2 separate regions of the Zea mays genome follow, and region 2 is linked to region 1. The links are chromatin contacts, called in public Hi-C maps. All regions are on one chromosome and are shown on one strand. Each heading gives the region's core, a stretch centred on a gene start, on an enhancer-like site or on the middle of the called end of the contact. The rest is flanking DNA. Distances are from core to core; before and after follow the strand shown.

Region 1 (6,982 bases), core at 1,965-4,464:
ATATAGCGATTAGTACATCTATAACCTTGTGGCTGCATTTCGCGAAAAAAGTTTACTATAAATAAGATGGAGTTGTAGTTGATGTAATGAATGAGTTCAACAAAATAGGAAGTTAAAGTGATTACATGGAATATATCTGGATCAATTTCAACCAATTCATTGATGGTTTTGTCCTCGAAAGTAGGTGTCTGGGAAACCTGGATCTCTTCTTCAAGTATTGTAGGTCGTAGCAACTAAAGTTCAATATTTTGTAACCTTTAAATGATGTGACAACAAAAATTGAAATAGTAGCAAACATTTGTGTAATTGGTCAGTATTGTGGAATTTAAGCATACATGTTGCTTAAATGTTATTGGATGGCTTAAAAAAGGGTGCTCATATTCATGTGCAAAGGAATACTTGGAACTTATTTGTAGTTCATAATATGTTTCAGAAATTTGGGGAAAAAAGTTAATGCTAGATTGGTATGTTAATTTTACAAAAATGCTTCTACCAGACAGCTAGATAATGTAGACGATACATGTTGATTAAATGTTATTGGATGGCTTAAAAAGTGTGCTCATATTCATGTGAAAAGGAATACTTGGAACTTGTTTGTAGTTCATAATAGATTTTAGAAATTTGGGGCAAAAGTTAATGCTAGATTTGTATGTTAGTTTTACAAAAATGCTACTACCAGACAGCTAGATAATGTAGATGATTGTCAACATGACATGTAAGGAGAACAGGTTTAAGGGGAAATGTAATTACAAGAATGGATAGTGTTTTGTTTATCTATTTTCCCGTACATGTTATACTACATATGTGCCTTAGAAATGTCTGCATTAAAGTACCATGCACATGTTGCGATACCGCTTAAATATGTTTGGCCTACATTGGAGTGAAACATTTGTTTTAATGTCTACAAAACTAGAAAGCGTAATTGTTAGCTTGAAGTGTTTGATGCGCACATAAGACATAAACCAAGTGGGATAAAACAAAAACTATGGAACGAAACAGTTGATGCAACAGCACAGTAGCGCTTTATGTGTATAGAGTGCAAGCTAAGGCAAGTAACAATTACCTCTGAGGATAAAGTCTGAACTTTACTCGAACACAAATAAGGGAAACAGTGTTGTCGCAAAGTGGAAAAGCATAATATGCGTCCAGCAAGAAATGAGGGGAAGAAGAGCAATTTATTTACTATGAAAGCCAGAATAAACCTGAGACAGTAGATCTCGACGACAGAGAACATGAACAATAAAAACGAAGTGCGAAGGTAACAAAAAAGGAGAAAAGTGGAGGGCTTAAGAAAGGATTTCTGACGAAAATGATAGAACACATGGCCGACGAACTGGACGAGCACAATCACCGACGAAGAATGCAATGAATAGAAGTGCAAAGCAGAACAAACAATGAAACAAAAGAGCGAAGAGGAGGAATAATTGTAGGGCAAAGGCGAAAAGGGCCCAGTAGAATCATAAAATGGGTAATTTATCAAAAAAATGGGCAAACAATAAAGTTCACAATGCTGATTTTAATTGTGTTTCATTTGCATAATATGTACTGGCGTACTGAAATTGTACCATATTTTTAGGTAATGGAATCGATAAAATCCAAGCAGATGGTTTCAAAGGGGCAAACTTGAATATGGTTAACTATTGAGTCGATGAGGTGGAGATATCTGGATATTGAGATGAGGGCAAACTTGAATATGGTTAGATGTTCATGTCACTGAAAGGTTGCAAAACTGTAGTTTATAATCGATTGCAGTGGGAAAAAATGCCAATGTAGGTGGCAAATCTATTAAAGAAAAACAAAAATTCTAGAAATAGACCTCTCCCATATGAGTTAGAAATTAGCGTCGCCGAGATTCTGAAGATGCCGTTCAATTCAAACAGAAGCAGTCTGCAAAATTAAGTGAAAATCAGTTACTACACTTAGGGCTAATTTGGAAACTTAAAAATCTCCTCCGGTATTCTCAGGGATTGAGTGGGAAATTAGCTCATTTTCTTCTCAATATCCGGGAATCCCGGAGAGGATTTAAAATTTTCAAACTAGCCCTTAAGAAAATATATGCCATGAGAAAAGAAAATGTATGCTAACAAAAGTATAGATATTTATTGTTGGAATAATCCTTCTTTAAATCTCTTCAATTTTTAGAAGTAAAACTGAGTATTGTGCCACTTCATATATCTTGTTTTCGTCATTGGTCAATTCGTAGCTGAAACTGTGTGAAGTTTTTCAGGAAAGCAAAAGCACGTAATAGCAAACAGAAGACTAACAACATTTAAGCTCTCAAAAGTACTCATACCGGTAATATAGGATGTCGTACACAGCAGTCTTTGAAGTTTTTGGAATGTGCTAACTTTTTTCCGTTGCTATAAGCTAAATAAAAGAGCAGCCAAATCAGTGAAGGAAAGTAGGCAGCATTGAGCATTAAAAAAAATTAAGCATAAAATTAAAGTAGGCAGCATTGAGCATTAAAATATGGCAACTGCATCTGCATACGTATGGGGGAAATCATATTTAAAAGAAAAAAAAGGAAACGTTAGGCAAATCCCTTAAGGTGACAAAAGAGCCAATGGAGTTTTTCCTCCTCAACCGGCGTGGAGTCTACAATGTTCCCCACGACTACCATCGTCCACGACACTGCTTTCCGTTGGGGTGTATCATCGAGCATCTTGCACGCGTACATTAAGTAGTTGGTAACCTTGGTGGCATCCTCCTCCAAGCGCCAGCCTAGGCGGAGAAGAAAGGGGAGGAGCAGCATCGCATAGGGGGCGGCAGGGCAGGCTTAGCGGCGCGTGTGGAAGCGTCGACCAACGCAGTTCACGTGGCCCTTGCCAGCGCCGCTCGACAAACGTACGCGGTCATCTTTGAGGAGCCATGTTAGCCAAAAGGAGGAGGAGATCCGTGAAGACGCAGGCGTCATTCAGCGCACTGGCGTATTCCATGGCAGTGGGAATGGAGGAACTCGCGGCGGCCCGAGTCAGAGACAAGAATGGACACAAGAACAACGACGAATGCAATGCTCAAGTTCGTCGCAAGTGTAGAACTCAGGTGCCGCGCAAAGGCATTAGATACCAAGGGGACCGAGCCGTCGACTGCAGCAGGTAACGCCGATTGTAGAAAAGAAAAGAAACGAAAGGCAATGATAGGAATAGAGGACGTAATGGAGGAAGTACATGTTCTTCGTCGTCGCCGTCTCCTTTGCCTACCTCCTGTAGTTACGAAAGCGGACCTCGGCAACCCAGAGTCTCTCTTATCCTTTTTACTTTGGAGACGCATGAGCTGGTGAGAGAAGAAACTAGAACCATCCACACACACTGTGCAGGGGTGAGATTGTCACCATTGATGAACGATCGGACGGCAAAAAAATTTGCCGACGTGGACACACGAGGAAGCGGCAAACCTTGCTGCTTTAATAATAAGGAAATACTGCAACAGAAGATAATAATAGTATAAATTAAGTAAATCTTGTGATTGGAAACTTTATCAGTTATAAAGTTAAGCAAGAACAGGCACAAAAAATCATGGCCAATGTCGCGGTGGCTGGCTGCCTGACGGCGACCGCGGCCGAGGGGCGGGGTGGCGTCGTCGACGAGCGGCAGGATGGGGCCGTGATGGGGCAGAAGTGACGGCGGCTGCGCTTGTGGTTTGGTGCGTGAAATAGGGTTTCGTTTGTTTAGTAGGCCTTTAGATGGGCTTTGGTGAGTAAATAAGAAACACAAAAATCACGTACCCCTATAGCGACCCACCATCAGTCACACACTTACCTCTATAGCGACCAACCATATGTCGTTAAATTTCTAGACTTTTAGCGACCCACAGACCGTCGCTATAAACGCATTTAGCGACCAACCGTCGGTCCATAACTTTTAGCGACCAACCGTCAGTCCCTAATAAGAGTCGCTAAAGATCAACCGTCGTATAGTGAGCCACCCCAAATATACAACATCTAGTGATGAGGGTAGCTCTAGCGATAATGAAGATGATTTACTTGCTCTTTTTGCCAACCTTAACATGGAACAAAAGAAAAAAATAAATGAACTAATTGAAACCATTAACGAGAAGGATGACCTCTTGGAAAGCCAAGAGGACTTCCTCGTTAAATAGAACAATAAAATTGTTAAATTAAAAAATGCTTATGCTCAGGAAATAGAAAATGTGAAAACTTATCTAAGGATATTAGCATTTATCATGATTCAATTTCAAGTCTTAGAACTGAAAATGCTAGTTTAGTTTCTAAGATTGAAAAATTGAATGTTTGCAATGATCCTTTTTCCTGTCTTAGAGATGAGAATATTAGATTAAGTGCTAAGATAGAATAATTAAATACCTGCAAACCATCTACATCTACTGTTGATCATGTTACTATTTGCACTAGATGTAGAGATGTTAATATTGAAGCTATGGATGATCACCTTGCCATGATTAAACAACAAAATGATCATATAGCTAAATTAACTACTAAAATTGCCGAGCATGAGTTAGAGAATGAAAATTTTAAATTTGCTAGAAGCATGCTCTATAATGGGAGACGCCCTGACATTAAGGATGGTATTGGTTTCCAACAAGGAAATCAAAACAACACCAAGCTTAATACCCCTAAAAGATTGTCTAATTTTGTTAAGGGTAAGGCTCCCATGGTTTAGGATAGTGAGGGTTACATTGTATATCCTGCAAACTATCTTGAACATAAGATTATGAAGATTCATGCTAGGAAACCTCATTCTGTTTCTCACCATGCATTTATGTACAAAAATGAGGCGTCTAGCTCTAGGCATACCACTCATGTCAAAATGCCTAGAAAAAAAATTCCTACTGCATCAAATGCACATAATGTTTCATTTAAGACTTTTGATGCTTCATATGTTTTAACTAACAAATCAGGCAAGATAGTTGCCAAATATGTTGGGGGCAAACACAAGAGTCCCAAGACTTGTGTTTGGGTGCCCAAGGTGCTTGTTTCTAACGTCAAATGACTCAAGACTGTTTGGGTACGTAAGAACAAGGCCTAAATTGTTTTGCAGGTTTATGCATCCAGTGGATCAAGTTGGATAATCGATAGCGGGTGCACAAACCACATGACAGGGGAGAAAATGATGTTCTCCTCCTATGAGAAAAATGAAGATCCCCAAAGAGCTATTACATTCGGGAATGGAAATCAAGGTTTGGTCAAAGGTTGGGAAAAATAGCTATATTTTCTTACCATTCTATTTCCAATGTTTTTCTTGTAGATTCTTTACATTACAATTTGCTTTCTATTTCCCAATTATGCAAAATGGGCTACAATTATTTATTTACTGATGTAGGTGTTACTGTCTTTAGAAGAAGTGATGATTCAGTAGCATTTAAGGGAGTATTAGATGGTCAGCTATACTTAGTTGATTTTAATGATAACCAAGCTGAACTAGACATTTGCTTAATTGCTAAGACTAATATGGGCTGGCTCTGGCATCGCCGACTTGCCCATGTTGGAATGAAGAATCTTCATAAGCTTCTAAAGGGAGAGCACATTTTAGGACTAACAAATGTTCATTTTGAGAAAGACATGATTTGTAGCGCATGTCAAGCAAGGAAGCAAGTTGGAGTCCATCATCCACACAAAAACATCATGACAGCGGACATGCCACTTGAGCTACTCTACATGGATCTATTCGGTCTGATTGCTTATATAAGCATCGGCGGAAGTAAGTAATGTCTTGTTATTGTGGATGATTATTCTCGCTTCACTTGGGTATTCTTTTTGCAGGAAAAATATCAAACCCAAGAGACCTTAAAGAGATTCTTGAGACGTGCTCAAAATGAGTTTGGATTAAGGATCAAAAAGATAAGAAGCGATAATGGGACGGAGTTCAAGAACTCTCAAATTGAAGGATTTCTTGAGGAGGACGGCATCAAGCATGAGTTCTCTTCTCCCTACACACCTCAACAAAATGGTGTAGTGGAGAGGAAGAATAGAACTCTATTGGACATGGCAAGAACCATGCTTGATGAATACAAGACTCCGGAACGGTTTTGGGCAGAAGCAATCAACACCGCTTGCTACTCCATCAACCAGCTCTACCTTCACTGAATCCCCAAGAAAACATCATATGAACTCCTCACTGGTAAAAATCTCAATGTTTCATATTTTAGAGTCTTTGGGAGTAAATGCTTTATTCTTATTAAAAGAGGTAGAAGTTCTAAATTTGCTCCTAAGGTTGTAGAAGGCTTTTTACTAGGGTATGACTCAAACACAAGGGCATATAGAGTCTTCAACAAATCCACTGGATTAGTTGAAGTATCTTGTGACATTGTGTTTGATGAGACTAATGGCTCCCAAGTGAAGCAAGTTGATCTTGATGAACTAGATGATGAAGAAGCTCCGTGCGTCGCACTAAGGAACATGTCCATTGGAGATATGTGTCCCAAGGAATTCGAAGAGCCTTCACAAGCACAAGATCAATTGTCATCTTCCATGCAAGCATCTCCACCAACTCAAGACGAGGATCAGGCTCAAGATAATGAAGATGAAGATCAAGAGGATGAGCCACCTCAAGAGGAGGACATGGATCAAGGGGGAGATGATGATAACCAAGACAAGGAAGATGATCAAGAAATAAGAGATCAAAGACCGCCACACCCAAGAGTCCACCAAGCAATTCAACGAGATCACCCCGTCAACTCCATTCTTGGTGACATTCACAAGGGGGTAACCACTAGATCTCGAGTTGCACATTTTTGTGAACATTACTCTTTTGTGTCCTCTATTGAGCCATACAGGATAGAGGATGCACTAAGAGATCCGGATTGGGTGGTGGCAATGCAAGAGGAGCTCAACAACTTCACGAGGAATGAGGTATGGCATTTAGTTCCACGTCCTAATCAAAATGTTGTAGGTACCAAATGGGTATTCCGCAACAAGCAAGATGAGCATGGTGTGGTGACAAGGAACAAAGCCCGACTTGAGGCCAAAGGTTATTCACAAGTCGAAGGTTTGGACTTTGATGAAACT
Region 2 (6,982 bases), core at 2,803-5,302, 180 kb before region 1:
AAAAATTATCCCGTTTTGGTGCTTGATGCCAAAGGGGGGAGAAATTAAGGCCAAAAGCAAGAAATGGATCAGCTACCACTTGAGAATTTTGAAAATAGTAGAGTTAGAACTTTTGTTTTGTCAAAATACTCTTATTATCTCTTATTGTCAAAAGTTGGTCTCTTGTGGGGAGAATGTTTGATTATGGGAAAAAGGGGGAGTTTTTGAATCCTTGATCAATTTCTCTTGGAATACCTATCTCTATGCCTCAACAAGTGAATTTGACTTAGAGATAGGAAATTGAGGTTGATTTGCAAAAACAAACCAAGTGGTGGCAAAGAATGATCCAAATGTGCCAAATTTGAATGAAAACAAATTTTGTTCTAATTTGCATTAATGTTGCACTTCTTTTAGTTGCTTTTTGTTGTGTTGGCATAAATCACCAAAAAGGGGGAGATTGAAAGGGAAATGTGCCCTTGGGCCATTTCTATAAGATTTTGGTGATTAAGTGCTCCACACAAATACTTTGAGTGATATTTGTGCCAAAGACTCAAGAAGTGCAAATCAAGATTAAATGTATGTTTCTAGACTTAGTACATTGTTTTGAAGACTAATGTATTATGTCTAAGTGCTAGAAACAGGAGAAATCGTTTTGGAGAAAAGTTGGCTATGTTCAGCCAAAAGGCTGCTCGGTCTGGGTGCACCGGACTGTCCGATGGCGCACCGGACAGTGTCCGGTGGCGCACCGGACAGTGTCCGATGTGCCAGGACCAGTCCCGATGAAAAGCCTACTCTCGGGTCTCGACGACGTCGTACGACTATAAATCACCGGACTGTCCGGTGGTGCACCGGAATGTCCGGTGCCTTGTCTGCGGCGAAGTCGCCGCTCTCGGGAAACAGTCAATAGCGTACGGCTAAAAATCACCGGACTGTCAGGTGGTGCACCGGACTGTCCGGTGAGCCAACGGTCAACTGCGCCAACGGTCGGCCACGCAATGCGCGCGTGACGCGTGGCCGAGCCAACGGTCGGATGGGGGCACCGGACTGTTCGGTGCGCCAACGACTCCAAATCCTCAACGGTCGGCTGCGCCAATTTTGGAAAGCAATCTACACCGGACTGTGAACAGTGGATGTCCGGTGGTGCACCGGACTGTTCGGTGCGCCACCCGACAGAAGGCAAGAATTGCCTTCCTGGATTGCTTCCAACGGCTCCTAGCTGCCTTGGGGCTATAAAAGGGACCCCTAGGCGCATGGAGGAGCCATCCAAGCATACTTTGAGCAATCTTAATCTCTCACACTCCATCTTTGCGCACTCGATCGACATTCTTAGTGATTTGAGCTCTGTTCTAGTGGTGAACTTGTTGCGATTCATTCTAGCTCAAGTCTTGGCTGTGTGTGTGCGTATTGCTGTGGATTTGTGTGTGTTGCTTCCCTCCCTTACTCTAGTGCTTTCACTTTGATCCTCATTGTAAGGGCGAGAGACTCCAAGTTGTGGAGATTCCTCGCAAACGGGAAAGAGTAAAGAAAGAAGAACACCGTGGTATTCAAGTTGATCATTGGATCACTTGAAAGGGGTTGAGTGCAACCCTCGTCCATTGGGACGCCACAACGTGGAGGTAGACAAGTGTTGTACTTGTCAAACCACGGGATAAACCGCGTGTCTCTTGTGATTGCTTTTCGTGTGATTGTTGTGATTCGCAAGAGCTCGCTTTATAGTCACTTGGTATTATCTTTCTAACACATAACCAAGTTTTGTGGCTATAAGTTTTAAGTTTTTACAGGATCACCTATTCACCCCCTCTAGGTGCTCTCACTTCTGGTGCCTGCTCTGACTTCTACACGCGCAGGCGCGCACTGTTTGCTTTCACTGTTCACTTGCAGACGACCATTGGCGCAAAGTAGCCGTTGCTCCGCTGGCACACTGGACAGTCCGGTGTTACACCGGACAGTCCGATGAATTATAGCGGAGCGGCCTCCCTAGATTCTCGAGGCTGGCAAGTTTGATTTGATTCTCCCTGGTGCACCGGGCACTGTCCGGTGGCACACCGGACAGTCCGGTGCGCCAGACCAGGGCTGCCTCCGGTTTACTTTGCTCCTTTGTTTTGAATCCTTTCTTTTATCTTTATATTGGTTTGTTGTGAATCTTTAGCACCTGTAGAACATATATTTTAGAGCAAACTAGTTAGTCCAATAATTTATGTTGGGCAATTCAACCACCAAAATTCAATTGGAAAAGGTTTGACTCTATTTCCCTTTCACCCTGAGGCACCGAATAGGGGTCGGCTAAGCGGAGCTAGAGAGAGGGGGTCGGGCGAACCGAGAGGAAGCCACTTGAGTGGATTCCTCGTATGGCCCAAGACTGACGCGTCATAATGACTGGCTGTATTAACTACGTCTGGCACTGAGCCATAGTAGGAGAGTCAGTCCACCTCCCACTCATGACCTACGAGGCCCTCGGCCTGCGACGTACTCATGACCTACGAGCAAAAGCTTGAGTGCGCAAGCCATCTATAGGACCCGCAAAACGACGAGCCACACCAAGACCTAGGCTACGGAGACCAGGGGTCGATGTGGCGTAAAGAAATTAATGATGGCACCGGAGCTCCACGCCGCCCGTACTGCCTGCCATAAAGGACGCAGCTAGGGAAGCCTAGATGACTAGGGCATAAGGCGACAATCATGATTTTACCGGGGTAGAATGTCTCGTTTTACTGTAGCTCAGCAACTTCTTCTAAGAAAAGGAGTCGGTAACTGACCCCCGCCTTGGTCTATAAAAGAGGACAACACACAACACACAAGAAAAACTTACGAACCAGAAGACCCGGAAGACCATGGAGGCTGGAGCGAACCACCACGACGCCCAAGGCTTAGCGAAGAGCTCTAGTCCCGTAGTTCTTAGGTCTAGCCATGCATTAGATACTTAAGATCTCCTTTTCCCTCTCTCCCGCTTGTAACCCCTACCATGAGTATTGAGCAACAACAGTGCCTGTAGCGTGAACCTCAGAAAACTGGATGTAGGGATGTTCTGCTCGAAGCAATATAAATCTCGCATCCTCTGAGCACACCATCCGGAACCTAGAATATGCATGAACAAATTTACTTGTCGGAGCTATGTTTGAAACACCGACCACTATATAATCCACAAGTTTAAACTTTGCAAAACCCACACAATCAAATCACCTCCACACCCATAACCTCCACTAAATCCACCAAACAAAATACACCCAGACTACACACACCATCAAAACGAATGATTCAGATCAGTGGATAACTTCTCTCCCTTACCTACTGAAATATAATGAACAATATTATTTGGATAATCTCTCATCCCTCTCCTCTACGACCCTGCCGCCCTAGTCTCCCCTCTCCCTCCCCTGCGTCCTCGCCTCCCTCACTCGCGTTAGTGTTAATCCCCCCTCACACTGTCAATGCTATCGTCGACCCCTGTCCTCCTCCGCGAGATCATAATGTTACCGTGGGCTATATGCTAGTTTAAATATTTTTTTGCATGAATAATAGAGTTTGCACAATAACCTCATCAAAGTGGTAAGATCGAACGGTTGACATTCACTGTGTCAGGCTGGTGCCAGTGGGGGGCAAGTGCGGCCCTAGTGACTGTGTCCAGCATACTGTGAGGCGGTAGAGGGACGAGAAGACACCGATGAGTGAGAGTGCCGGCGCCCGGCGAGAGCGGACGTAACGCCCGTTCTCGTCCGTGTTGGCATGCTGAGCCGATTGACAGTGCGTTGATTGATCCACATGTACGACGTAAGTGCCATGTGTACTAACCGTTTGTGATTGTAGGAGTTCATTTTTTTTAAATTTATCATACACTTCTTTTAAGTATTATATAATGTGTGATGTTTTATTCAATAAAAGTTCCTCTCTCGTTTTTTATTTTTTATTTGTTATATTTTAGTTCAAAAATAAACTAGCGATTTCGAAAACGGAGGTACTATTATGTTGTGCAATTTTTATGTGTCAAACAAACTAAAATAAAGTAGTTAATTTTAAAATAGAAAAATTGACGTAACTACAAACTGAGGATAGACCAGAGTGGAGTTTGAGAAAAAAGTATGCTACACTAGAACCAAAAGTCCATACGGCCCGGGGCCCGGGCGTCCCCAAAAACCTCACCCCTCTCTTATCCGCCCCAACGGCCGCCCGCCGGCCACCACCTCACCGGCGAGATGCTGACCTGCGGCCGCTTTATCTCCTCCTCCGCTGCTACCAGCACCGCATCCTTTTTCCCGTTTCGGACTCTCACTCGCTCCCTCGTTCGCCGCCCCGCTCCCCACCTCCTCTCCTCTGCCTCCGCCGCCGCCGCCACCGCCGTGGAACTCGACACCAATGGTAAAAGTTTAAAACCTTCGCTCTTCATCTCAACGGCTGCTATCTAAGCTTCCGCCTTTTCTTTCAGGAGACGGTAGTGCGGGAGGTGGTGCCGGTGTGGTGAGGCCGCAGTGGAAGGCCGCGATTGATTTCAAATGGATCCGAGACAACCGGGATGCCGTCGCCGACAACATCCGGACCCGGAACTCTACCGCCAATCTGGACCTCGTCTTCGAGCTCTACGATCAGTACCTCACACTGCAGAAGGTCTGGGGCTTGCCAATGCCAGAGCTTTTTGTTGTAGCTGTTCGTGCTGTCTGACTGTGCTGCGCTAGATTCGTTGATGGATAAGCTTGCGTTGTTGAGGGTCAGGTTCTAATGCCTGGATTTTGACTTGGCTGGCCGAGGGATATGTACTAGATGGCAGATGCGGACCTAGAACAAAAATCCGAGGAGAGGCACCCTTCTAGTTCATAAAGCCCGAGTACCATGGCTATACTAACAAACAATCAGTGAATCAGATATCATATAGGATAACAGTTCCATATCAGTATCACAGTTAATTGAATTTCTAAAGATGATCTTTTTTTTATCGAACGCGCAGGAGAATTGCACATCTTATATATTAGAGAGGAATAAAAACCTTACAAAAAGGAGATGTTGCTGAGCAAGTCTCCCAAGGACCCTACATAAACCCGAAGGGAATTACAAACTGGTACCGTAACTTGACCCAACCTCGCCCAGAGCTACAACTAAGCCAAGGCTCTCAAGCTCCTGCTATTGCCCAGCTAACACACTCATCTGAAAAACATCTAAAAATTCTAGATAAGGATGGAGACTCCCCATGAAACACTGCTCTGTTTCTCTGAAGCCATAGGCACCAAGCTCCCAGAATGATCAAAGAGTTAAGCCCCTTTTTCCTGGTCTTGATAACCCTTAGGCTCACCTTTCCCCACCAGTCTGCAAAAGACTCCTCATCAGCTGCCGGAGTGAGGTGCCCCAAGCCAAAAACAGCAAGAACTTTGTGCCAAAATTGCCGGGCAAAAATGCACGCAGTAAGGAGGTGCTGAATTGTCTCTTGGGCTTGATCACACATGGGCATACATCTGGGTGTGACACCCCCCTCTTCTGCAACCTGTCAGCTGTCCAACACTTGTTCCTTATCGCCAACCAAGGGAAAAACTTACATTTAGAAGGGGCCCAGGTCTTCCATAATCTCTCCCATGGCTCAAAAACAGTAGAGCCGAAGAATAAGACATTGTAACAGGATTTAGAAGAAAACAGCCCCGATGCCTCATGTCTCCAAACATGGTGGTCTTCCTCCTGAGAAAGCTGCACCTCACCTAAAGCATCCCATAAGAGAAGAAATTGTTGAATTCCAACCAAAGAAATGGGGGGGGGGTTGATATTAGCTATCCATTGCCTGTTCTCAAGGGCCTGTTCTGCTGTCATAGAGGTAAGAGCTCTTTTATCAACCTTGGACACCACTTCTGGAGCAAGATCTCTGATGGAGCATCCATTTAGCCATTTATCTGTCCAGAAAAAGGTATTAGAGCCATTTCCCACATGAGAAATTAGAGAGGCTGCAAAAAGGGAAAAATGAACACAATAAAATATAACGCTACTGTCTACTTTTTTTATAGGAAAAAATGAAAGATTTCTTTGCATCATTTTTCCGAAACAGCATACCCTGAAGGAGTGCACAAACATGTTACCAATTAACGATGGAATCCAATAAGGACTTATGTTTAGGCAATCTTGTAGCATGCAGGTATGGGATTTAACTTGAACTCACTACATTATTTATCTAATATCACTAATTTCTTTTCTAGTATTTTCTCATGCTTACCTGCAAAATTATTGGAATCATATAGACTCAGGAATGCACAAACCACAAAGCACACCTAAAATTGATGGTTGTCTATTGGCCTAGATAACATGAGCATGAAAATTTGATACTAATTTGGCAAAACCTTAAAACAATTAAACAAGTTGCCTATGCTTCACTTGCAACCAAAGTTGAATTCCGATGTATTTGTTGCTGCACATGGTGCTGCTTGTCCTTGGTGCTTTGGTGACGCGGCACAGGGTGGTGGCATGACAGACAACTGCGGCTTGGTGTGGTAGGGTAGCAGACTAAATCAGGAGAAGAGGTTGAGCTGAGTGAGGGCACCCTCCGTGGGCTGAGTCGAGGCACTGATGATGAAACTTTGGGCTGTATAACTAATTTATGTAAGTTGAGTGGTGGCCCAGGCCCAAACTTTGGGTCTGCTCCTGCTAGATGGTTGCTCTTTGCTAGGATTTTCATCTGAGCTTATATTAGAACTGCAATTTTAGATTTCCTACAATATGATTGATGAACTAGCCACGGTTTAACTCATTTAGTAGTGTCTTGTCGGCATGGCTGTTGTGTCTTCTGTATTTGTCTTGGCAACAAAACTTAGAAACAGAACTCAAAAGGCTGAGCATGGATCAGGATAGAATATTTCTAATAGGACTTACCTTTTTTCTTTAGGACATTTAACAGTTCCTTTATCCATTGAATTTCCATTCAATCAGATGCAAGCAGATCCAATGCTCACCAAAAAATGGCTTTACATTTTTAGAAATCAATTGTCAGTAAAAGTCAAATCTAGGAATTCATACATACACTGTACTTTTATGGAGCTCT

What was found. A called contact is a pair of places that touch in the nucleus more often than the background predicts.
Region 2: a Hi-C map of ear shows a contact between it and region 1, with 2.5 times the contacts expected there. The contact joins the promoter of LOC542538 here to the promoter of LOC100192775 in region 1. A contact is called at or near these places in 2 of 25 Hi-C or Micro-C datasets (ear and leaf).

Annotation. Positions count from the first base shown.
Region 1 is chr4:6,519,937-6,526,918 of Zm-B73-REFERENCE-NAM-5.0, reverse strand. LOC100192775 reads right to left here and starts at 3,214. Exons shown (of 7, transcript NM_001137971.1): 1 at 3,168-3,214; 2 at 2,294-2,367; 3 at 1,064-1,887; 4 at 126-233. The coding sequence starts at 1,234.
Region 2 is chr4:6,696,156-6,703,137 of Zm-B73-REFERENCE-NAM-5.0, reverse strand. It overlaps LOC542538 (seryl-tRNA synthetase), which reads left to right and starts at 4,052. Exons shown (of 10, transcript NM_001305867.1): 1 at 4,052-4,332; 2 at 4,400-4,578. The coding sequence starts at 4,170.